Regions from separate parts of the Zea mays genome. Here region 1 is linked to region 2. Evidence: chromatin contacts called from public Hi-C data. All regions are on one chromosome and are shown on one strand. The core of a region is the stretch at or near the end of the contact, and the rest is flanking DNA. Distances in the headings are between cores, read along the strand shown. Region 1 holds the start of LOC103627492. Region 2 holds the start of LOC100275801.

What was found. A called contact is a pair of places that touch in the nucleus more often than the background predicts.
Region 1: a Hi-C map of tassel shows a contact between it and region 2, with 2.0 times the contacts expected there. The contact joins the promoter of LOC103627492 here to the promoter of LOC100275801 in region 2. A contact is called at or near these places in 3 of 25 Hi-C or Micro-C datasets (bundle sheath, ear and tassel).

What each region holds. Positions count from the first base shown.
Region 1 is chr5:195,070,705-195,075,134 of Zm-B73-REFERENCE-NAM-5.0, reverse strand. It overlaps LOC103627492, which reads right to left and starts at 3,026. Exons shown (of 2, transcript XM_008647783.3): 1 at 2,551-3,026; 2 at 2,066-2,417. The coding sequence starts at 2,876. The coding sequence ends at 2,315. It also overlaps a transcript of LOC100274345 not described here.
Region 2 is chr5:194,846,724-194,851,451 of Zm-B73-REFERENCE-NAM-5.0, reverse strand. It overlaps LOC100275801, which reads left to right and starts at 3,129. Exons shown (of 8, transcript NM_001357051.1): 1 at 3,129-3,420; 2 at 3,773-3,887. The coding sequence starts at 3,194. LOC100382768 reads left to right here. Exons shown (of 1, transcript NM_001175478.1): 1 at 1-671. The coding sequence starts at 215. The coding sequence ends at 532. LOC109939992 (a long non-coding RNA gene) reads right to left here and starts at 732. Exons shown (of 2, transcript XR_002262488.2): 1 at 488-732.

The DNA.
Region 1 (4,430 bases), core at 1,777-4,276, 220 kb before region 2:
AGTTCGGTTCTGTTTCCCAGTAATTGACGGATCGGTTCTTTTTGTACTAAAACAAAAAAGTTGCCGAGGCCCATGGACCATAGAGTTGGCGGCCCAACATCTGCCTGAGTGACTGCACAATATATAGACATGCTCAGGGGCAGCTTCAGTCAGGACTTGGAGATCGCTGCACGCTGACGCTGCTCCATTTTCGTGGATCCCGACTGTCCACCGATCCAGCGGTGGTATCTCCACTGCACCAGCTCCAGTCCAGGGTGCCTGGGATTTGAAATGGTTCTCTCTGATCGCTAAGCACGAACCGATACGTCGGTGGCATGCATGCATGGAGGAGGGAAAAAAAGGAAGCGCTTCGCCGCTTCCCACGCGGCCACGCCTCGGGGAGAACAGTGACCCGGTGCCGTGGTGCGCTGCACTTGCACACGTACTGCGGCCACACCTAGGCGGGCGCATCTGCCTTGCATGTGCGATGCTGTCTGTGCCCTAGATGACTCAGCCGGTAGCGAGAATCTTTCGGAACACACGTTGCGGAGCGAGCGCACTCTATCGAAATATAATAATAATAATGTATATATCGATCGAGATGTAGGTGTGGTCAACATCGATATGTGACCTAACCTAGGCCTGCGAATCAAAGCTCCTCCGTTCGGTAGAGATTTACGTTTACCCGGTTCCGTGGCCAGTGAAGTAAGAATTATTGGAGTCGTGACCACGACGCAGCGACGACAGCTTCGCTAGAATCAGCGACACATATGTAATAACTAGTAGACTTTTTATGCGCAAAAGATTTATAGTAGTAAAGATTCAAAGTAGCCACATTTCCTTGTCGTTACGGGCTACAGTCCTCCGATCCATCCAAATATGCCGCTCCAAGCACACAAAGCCCATACTACTCGAAGCACGGGGCCCTCTGACCCGAACATGCCGTTCCAGCAGCTTGCCTGCCAGCCCCGGCGCACCGGCACTCCGATCCGGGCAGACGTACGCATCATCACATCCCAATCCCGTCCCGTCCCATGCCCCCCAGGCACCGGCCCGACACGCCGGTCGGTCGCGGCGACCTCACACAAAGGCTGCGCCCTCCCGCGCGGGCGCCCTCGCTCTCGCCACACGAGGCGTACCGCGCCGCGACACCGACCATCCGATCCGCGCTCACCGCATGTGGGCGCCCCCGCCCCCCGCCCGATCCATCGTTTTCCGCCTCCCGCGATGGGAGCGGCTGCCGTGGAAAGTGGGGGTAGCAGGAGCCCAGGGCGGCGGTGTCGGCCCGTGATTCGGTGATCCCCCACACGCGGCGAGGGCGAGCCGAGCCGAGCGAGACGCCTTTTTCCCGGCTGGGGAGCTTTGCTCGGCGGTGCATCCCGGTGGTTTAGGAGAGATTTGACATTATGAAACAGGACGGGTGCGGTTTCGACGAAATAGAGGCTCAGGCGGGGGTTTCTCCGTTATAGAAAAGCTGGGCATAGCCAACACTCTAAAATGGACATGACTATTCTATTAACAGGTTCAGAGCAGTATTAGTCTCGTTGAAACCAGGTTCCGTCCCCAGCGCCGTCGCCGTCAGTTCTCCATGGCTAGGTCTCCTCCATACCCGTCGCGTTCTCCTCCATACCCGTCCGAATGAAGGACGCCGCTGTGCGGACGGGTAAGCCGCCGGAAGCGCGCCAGCTGAGCTGCCGAATGCGCCCTCGGCGATCATAATCACGACGGCGACGAGGCTCATCTTGGCCGCCAGCCTGGACACGAAGTACCCGCGGACGAAGCGCCGAGGGCGGCTACCGGCAGGCCTTCGAGCCCGTTCTTGGCGGCCCAGGACCGGATCACCCGCCTGGCGACGTCGACCTCCTTCCCCGGCGACTAGCACTCCCCGGCGCTCGCAACGGCCAGCACGGCGAACCGCCTCCGCAGCGCGCGGTCCGTGATGGCGACGTCCTCTGGCAGGCCGACGCACCCCGGGCAGCGCGGGGACGGCGGCCAGAAGTTCTCCGGGCGGCAGCGGCAGCCGTGGGCGACGAAGAGAAACGCCCTGGCCGGCCCCGCAGCGGGTAGCTCCCAGATGGCGCGCGCTCTCTCCATGGCCCGCCACCTCCTGCCGCCTGCTCCACCTCCCGGCGCTCCTCGACGGCGTCGAGCTCGCGCAGCGCGCCCGCGCCCTCCTCTCCGACATCGCGCGCCGCCACATGGAGCTGGACACGGTCGTGTTTGTTATTTGCTGTACATCAGGCACGGAGCTTCAGAATGCTTCTTGTAACCCTGGGATCTACTCAACGTGTTTGTTATTGATCAAGAAACTCCCTTGCCTTTCCGCGCTGGGAGATCAATACCGATCTGACTGAGTAACTATAGCCTCGACCCGATCTATCGATGCATGCAACTTTCTATAGTTCATACTGAAGGCTGGTTCTCCTGCGCCAACAGCCCTGTGTAGAGCAAATATGTCGATCATAGTGTTCGTGAGTTCAAATTGTTCTCAGGAACTAGGATCTTTGCTCGAATGCTTATAATAATTATAAGTAATTTATTTAAGTAGCGTTAGTGCTGATTCAGACTTACCCATGAATCTCAGGAAGCACATACTCTGCTTTCCATCCAATCCTCAAATCAAACCATGGGAACAAGCTGAGTTTTGATGAGGGCGCAGCGGCCGAGCGCCTTGACGTCGCCGATGCGATTGAGGACGTCGAGCAACACTGCGTCGTGGAGCCGCTCGAACTGGTCGGCGGACTCGGCCTCGCCGCACGGGCACTCCTCCTGCTGCTGCCGCGCCGCCTCCATCCCACGGAGGTTGCAAGCAGCCAGGCACACATATCGGGATCGGGGAGAGGAGCGCGCGTGCTCGTGCTCCCGCCACCTCCTGGCTCGCCGCCGTCCGCGGCCATCTCGCCGTCCGAGTCCGGCACCGCGGCCCCCTGGGGATGACGGCGCTGAAGACGGCAGCCGAGCGGAGGAGACTTATTCTCACGGCGGGAGATTAATTAGTGTCCATAACAACTAATGGGATTTTTATGTCCATATCAGCGCTTGGCCGTCCTCTGCGTCTTCAAATTGTCGAAGCCCTTCCCTATGCCTCCATTTCGTCGAAACCAACTCTGTCGTGTTCCATAATGACAATAATCTCGGTGGTTTAGACGTGGTTAGTTCTGACCACTGTACGTGCTGGGGCGTGTACTACGTGCCTTCGTCTTTCGATCGCTACCTGCTCGCGTGTAGTATGAAAAATGTGCCGACGAATTAATGCAAAAATACTCCGTACTAGTTTTTAAAAAGGAGATGGGCGCTTTAAGCGTAGTCTCAACTGTCGCACATCAAATGATTAGCGTGACGACGAATTCGCTGCCTTTTGAAGAAAACAAAGTGGGTGGGATTAGGTCCTACAGGTCCACTGAGGGACGGGTGTTGAACTGGTAGTGGTAGTTGCATCGCATGCTGGACCACACCGTCGTGCTGCCTCAACGGTGCGTGGTAGAGCGGGCCTGTTCGTTTATCCAGAATTCCTCCAAATTCGTTCTAGCTGATAAAGCTGGAGTATATAAATTAGACAAGCAATTTGCTTAAGATTCGTTGGAACATGCCCTAAGAGAAGAAAAAAGAAAGAAAAGCCATCGGCAACTCCAGAAAATGACAGCTCAAGCGATCCGACAGTACAGTCTGCTTCCCTTGATCTTTCATGACGCTCTCGGGTGGTTCAACAGAAACAGATTACCCACCAACGAAAATGTTCTCCATAATTGGGTTAGACAATGCATGCGTGCTGAAAATAAAATCGAGCCGCCTGCATGCCTCTAAAAAAAAGAACTTGACGGCAGCAGGAGTATGTGTAGCGCCGAGACTTGTACTGTATAAGTCTATATAGTTCTAAAACAAAACAAAAGTAGTTATTATATATATTTGTGCCCAGTCCAAAGTTATAACACGGTTATTGAGAGCCGATTCTTTTTAATATACTCGATAGTTTCAGCTTTAAATTTCATGGAGCTAGGCTGGAACCCGTGATGCCTCCCTCAGTGACCTACATTAACACGAAAACACGCTGACCTACTCCTCCAAACATGCCGATCCACTCCTACAACCTAGATTACCGGAACGTCCAATAAAAATGAAAATTTTAGTTTTGCTAAGGCAAACCGCCTTAATTCTACCAGAAACAAGTAAAAAAGTATATTAGGATTTTTATAGTACATATCGTTAAATCCGTAAATATTGAATTTGGAGGAATTAAGGGCAGGCGAAAGAGAATATATGCCCCCCCCCCAAATTAAAGGAATAAAATGGGAGGGTATAGTTTAATTAAAATATAGTAAAGAGAAAAGGCCTCGGGGGAAAAAATAAAAAGGAGAGAAGAAAAGCGAACCGAGCAAGCAAAGGCAAAGCCGGAAGCATTTCCCTATATTGATTGATTTATCCAAAGCAGCAGCGGCAGGAGCACTGCACCG
Region 2 (4,728 bases), core at 1,880-4,379:
AAAGACGTAGTTCAACAACACAGGAAGTGGAAACAAGAGATTAAATTACCCAACAGGATGTCTGTGCATCGCTCGCTGGGCAGAAACCGACCTCGGATCAAGTGTTGGATTATATATCAGGTGATCCTCTCTATCCAAAATCAAAATACGGAGCAGGAAAAACAACGAAACGAGAAGATTGAAAGGGGGCCTTTGGTTACTCAGTGGTGGCAATATGGTTATTGGTTCGATTCTGCCAGCGAGTGTCCTCAATTCCTTCAGAAGAGGGAGCTCGGTATCCTCATCGCAACAGTCTGTTCCACGCTCAAGTGGAAAGAAAAAAGCAAGAGAGAACAAAAAACCTCGCCCCAAGAAAATATTTCGAATAGAAAATAAACGAGGCCCAAAGAAGGAATTTGGATGGCTCGGTTCAGCGGGAAAATCGGCATACAGATCGATCTCGTATACAGAGAGACCTGTGATTTGGTCTGTTGAGCTTGAATATTACCGAGTCGTCACTGCCATCTCACTTCACTTGCGAAGAACCGATTAGAACGAACGAAAAAAAACGATGAGGCATCCCCTGCCCGGAGCCCGCAGATCTGGCTTGGCGCTGGCATGGCGGCGGATGAATTGAGGGGTGGGGTTCTACCTAGAGCTAAGCGGCCATTGAGGAATCCTTAGAGGCGGCGTTTATATGGAGGGGATTGGTGAGTTTAGGGTTTGAGCAGGAGGTGTGGATGAGTGGGCTTGGGCCATGGGCTGTTTTCCTCATGCTATGCTTTGGGTTGGTGGCCCAGTGGGTTGGTCTAGCCCACAGAGTAAGGGCTTGTACTGTTGTATACTTTATTGCCGTTACTTCGCACAAAACAATTGTGACACGGCACAAAGGAATTGCGATATGCCTGTCGCTAATAAAGTTACGAATTGTTTTGGTTTTGCTTGCACGGTCTTCAAATACGTGTCGTTAAATCTAGTTGTGCAGTTTATGGAGGCACAGCGAGGTTGTGGCGTGCTTATCTTTCTAGCGCAGGGGCGGGCCTTATTCAGTTCAAGGCTATTCAAATGAATACCTATTATTTTGGTAAAAGAACTTCAGTACATATACATATATATATAGTGTATATGCATAGATAAAAAATAAATCAAATAAATAAAGAAATTATGTTAATTTGGATCAAAATATCTCCTTCCTATTTCTCATACCTAATAACCTAATAGTTTGCCGTGGACCATGAGGTCTAATAGAACGGTAAAGCCCACCTCAGCATCTCACGGCAAAAAAAAATCCTCAAACCCTATTGTAGTCAAACTATGGCAGAGCCATCAGATAGGCCAGCCACCAAGTCGTGGTCGTGTCTTGCAGCCCCATATGCCATGGAGACACCAGTACCTCCGTTGCGCCATTGTGGCTCCGCAACACAACTAGGTACATAGACTTGACCGCTAACTGTCATTGCGTTGTGTCTGGCCTCGTTGTTGCATCGTCTGTCATCCGTCGTCTGAGGCTTCAATCCACCATAGTCAGGCGCGTCACCGCGTGTCAGGACAGAAAACCAGGGGGCAAGGTCCTATCGTGCCGATGTCCAATCCCACCTAGCATGTGGCCACCCGACCTTGACCTCCCCTGATTTGCTGCTTGCAGTACTGGGATGTAGGTGGGGCATTAGCGATTGGAAAATGCCAAAGAGAACAAGCAGCCAGCCAGTAACCGAACAACAACAAACAAATGCATTTCGATTTAAAACTTTTGAAATAGTTTAATAAAATTTGAGTTTAGTAGACTAGTTATTGAATCAGTTATGACCATAGCGTGTGTGTTTAATTATAGGTTATATATATATAATTAATTATATATATATATATATATATATATATCGATAGACATGTTTTAATCTTCCAAAAAACCATCTTATAAAAAAATTTGAATACCTACCCTCTAAATTTTGGGCCTGCCACTGTCCAGCGGGGGTATAAACGAATTGCGACGCGCGGATAGTCTCGGTGGTCTTTAGATAAACACGATCTAAGTTACATGGCAATTAATTATGTTGGTGTAATCGTACAAATTTGGTGTATTAAATATAAATCCGACGGTTACTACTATTTTTAGGTGGAAATGATTAAATGTGAAATTGAAACTAGGTTTTATATTAAAGAGGTTATGTAGTAGATCGTTTGATTATATAATTGTGTAAAGGAGTGTACCCACGTTGAAAGGAGGGAGGGCACAGGCTCCCACGCTGAATAGAGCGGTTATATTGCTATTTTTTAGATGTTTATTTCCAACAAAGAAGCACTCCATATGGTAATTTATAAACATGTAGGATAAACAGGTGTACGTTAGAATTACATCTGCATAAAAAAACAGCCCGGCACTCCAAGTGCCTCGTCATCAGAAATTCAGAATCCACTAATCTCCGATATTTTTTATCTTCTCCTGTCGCAATCCCATTTTTGCTGGAGAAAAAAAAAACAGGGCTCTAAAATACGAGCTCCACTACTCCTTGGCTCCTTGCTTCAGGCACGCTCATCTTCCACGCTCTGCTCCCGTGCTCCATCGATCAGGAATTCAGAACTCACAAACACGCCTGCTCCCTCTTCGATAAATCCAACCTATTATCCAAACCGTCTCCCGTCTGATCCGTCGCCGTCGAGGAGTCGACTCGCCTATCCACAGGCAAAAAGAAGAAAAAGGAGAGATGTAACGCACCCACTGGGCCAGTCCGCCAAAGCCCACCATCACCAGCGTCGGGCGTTCATGCGCTCGCGCGCAGCCTATTCAGACAGGCACCTCGCTCTCAAAACCTAGGCTGAGAGAGGAGGGAGGCCCGCCCTTATAAGTGCAACACGGCCCCCTTGGCTAGGCGAGGTGGTACTAACCCAGGGCATGCATACCGGCCCCTTACATCCCACCCCCCTAAGAGGCCCAAAGCTCTCCCAGGCAGCAGCGGCAATGTGGGCTCCGATACCATTTGTAACGCACCCACTGGGCCAGTCCGCCAAAGCCCACCATCACCAGCGTCGGGCGTTCATGCGCTCGCGCGCAGCCTATTCAGACAGGCACCTCGCTCTCAAAACCTAGGCTGAGAGAGGAGGGAGGCCCGCCCTTATAAGTGCAACACGGCCCCCTTGGCTAGGCGAGGTGGTACTAACCCAGGGCATGCATACCGGCCCCTTACAAGAGAGTATCTAGCTGGGAGCGTCGCCGGCGATGCTCTGCTCCGGCCGCATGCTGGCCTGCAACGGGGTCTTGCCCGGTCGGCTCCGGCTGCCGAGGGCCGACGCCTACCACCTGCGCCCACCAGCGCTCGCGCGGAGGTGGCGCGTCGTGGCCTCCGCTGCGGCGTCCGGCGGCTCCCCTGACCTCCCATCGTCGTCGTCTTCGCCGCCTAATCCGCCGTTTGGGGCCGGGGACGACCAGACCGCCGCGTCACCTGGGTAAAAAATTCTATAGGAATAGGAAGCTGGTAATTTTAGCTCTGCTGGTGAACTGTAAGACGTGAGCGAAACATGTTGTTCCGCTGGTCTACCTGCGTGTGAATAGTGAGTCGGTTTGTGATTGCCCGTGCGACGAATCTCGTTCGGACATAGTTTCCCAATCCATCAAGAATACATGGACATGCTGGATCTCTTTTTGAAAAGTAGGTTAATATGTTGGATCTGGCTGACAAACTATTGACCTTGAAGTTTCCATGAATATTTGTTTGTACCCTTTTGCATTTATCGATAGTATTCAGGCTTGGTTTGTGCTCGACGGAGCTAACATTGGCCCCTGCTTGGCTTTTTGCAGGTTTTGCATCATTGAAGGGCCTGAGACGGTCCAAGATTTTGCAAAGCTAGACTTGCAGGAGATTCAGGATAATATTAGGAGCCGCCGAAACAAGATTTTCTTGCATATGGAGGAGGTTTGTTAAATTTGTTTTCTTATGTCGCATACTGCTACTTATTTCGTTAAATATTAATTTTGTAAGATTGACATGTATGAAATTGCTTGTCAAAATAGATAACATTAAACAACATGCTGCCATCCATGGTTACTGAAATGGTCACACCCTTGTCTAAAACATAAGTATTAGTGTATTACTTAATTTGAATTAGACACTAAAGCTTAGCGTGATTGTGTTGGGAAATTTTGTTCTATAGCACTGAAAGATTGCATTTTTGGAAAATATCACCAAAAGCGCCTGATTCCAACTGCCGAAAAACAAACATTGTGGAATTTTATTTCTTCGTTAGAATTGATTGGTTTTGAGGACATTCTCCTTGCTTATTTTCTCTAGACAGTAGACACATACATGAAATGACAGAAAATTCCCATGTGCTAGATTGGCCAGATTGCCATAACAAGGCTAAACCACACCCTATAGGTTCTGTCTCCAAATTGATGTGGCTATTATGCTCACGTGCTGCACAACCTCCCCTTTGCTCCTCTCTGCCCCAGGCCGACGCTCGCCCCTGTTCCACACCTGGACGGCAACCCTGCTATGTTCCCATCCAAGCACCAGGCACCACCTGTGCTTATCGCACCCAAGCCAAGATTTCAGCAGCGAGACAAGGAGCATAGCCCCCGAAGCAGGATTGGTGCATATGTGCTTAAATATAGCAGCTATCATCTGGGTTTTGAAGGCTGGTTCTGTTCTGTGTTTAGATGGTCTGGGGCATTTTGGTCCAACTTAACGGCAGCCAGTCCAAAATTAAACAGAATAACAGATTGCTAAATCTGCAGTGTTTGGATCTTTCAATGGT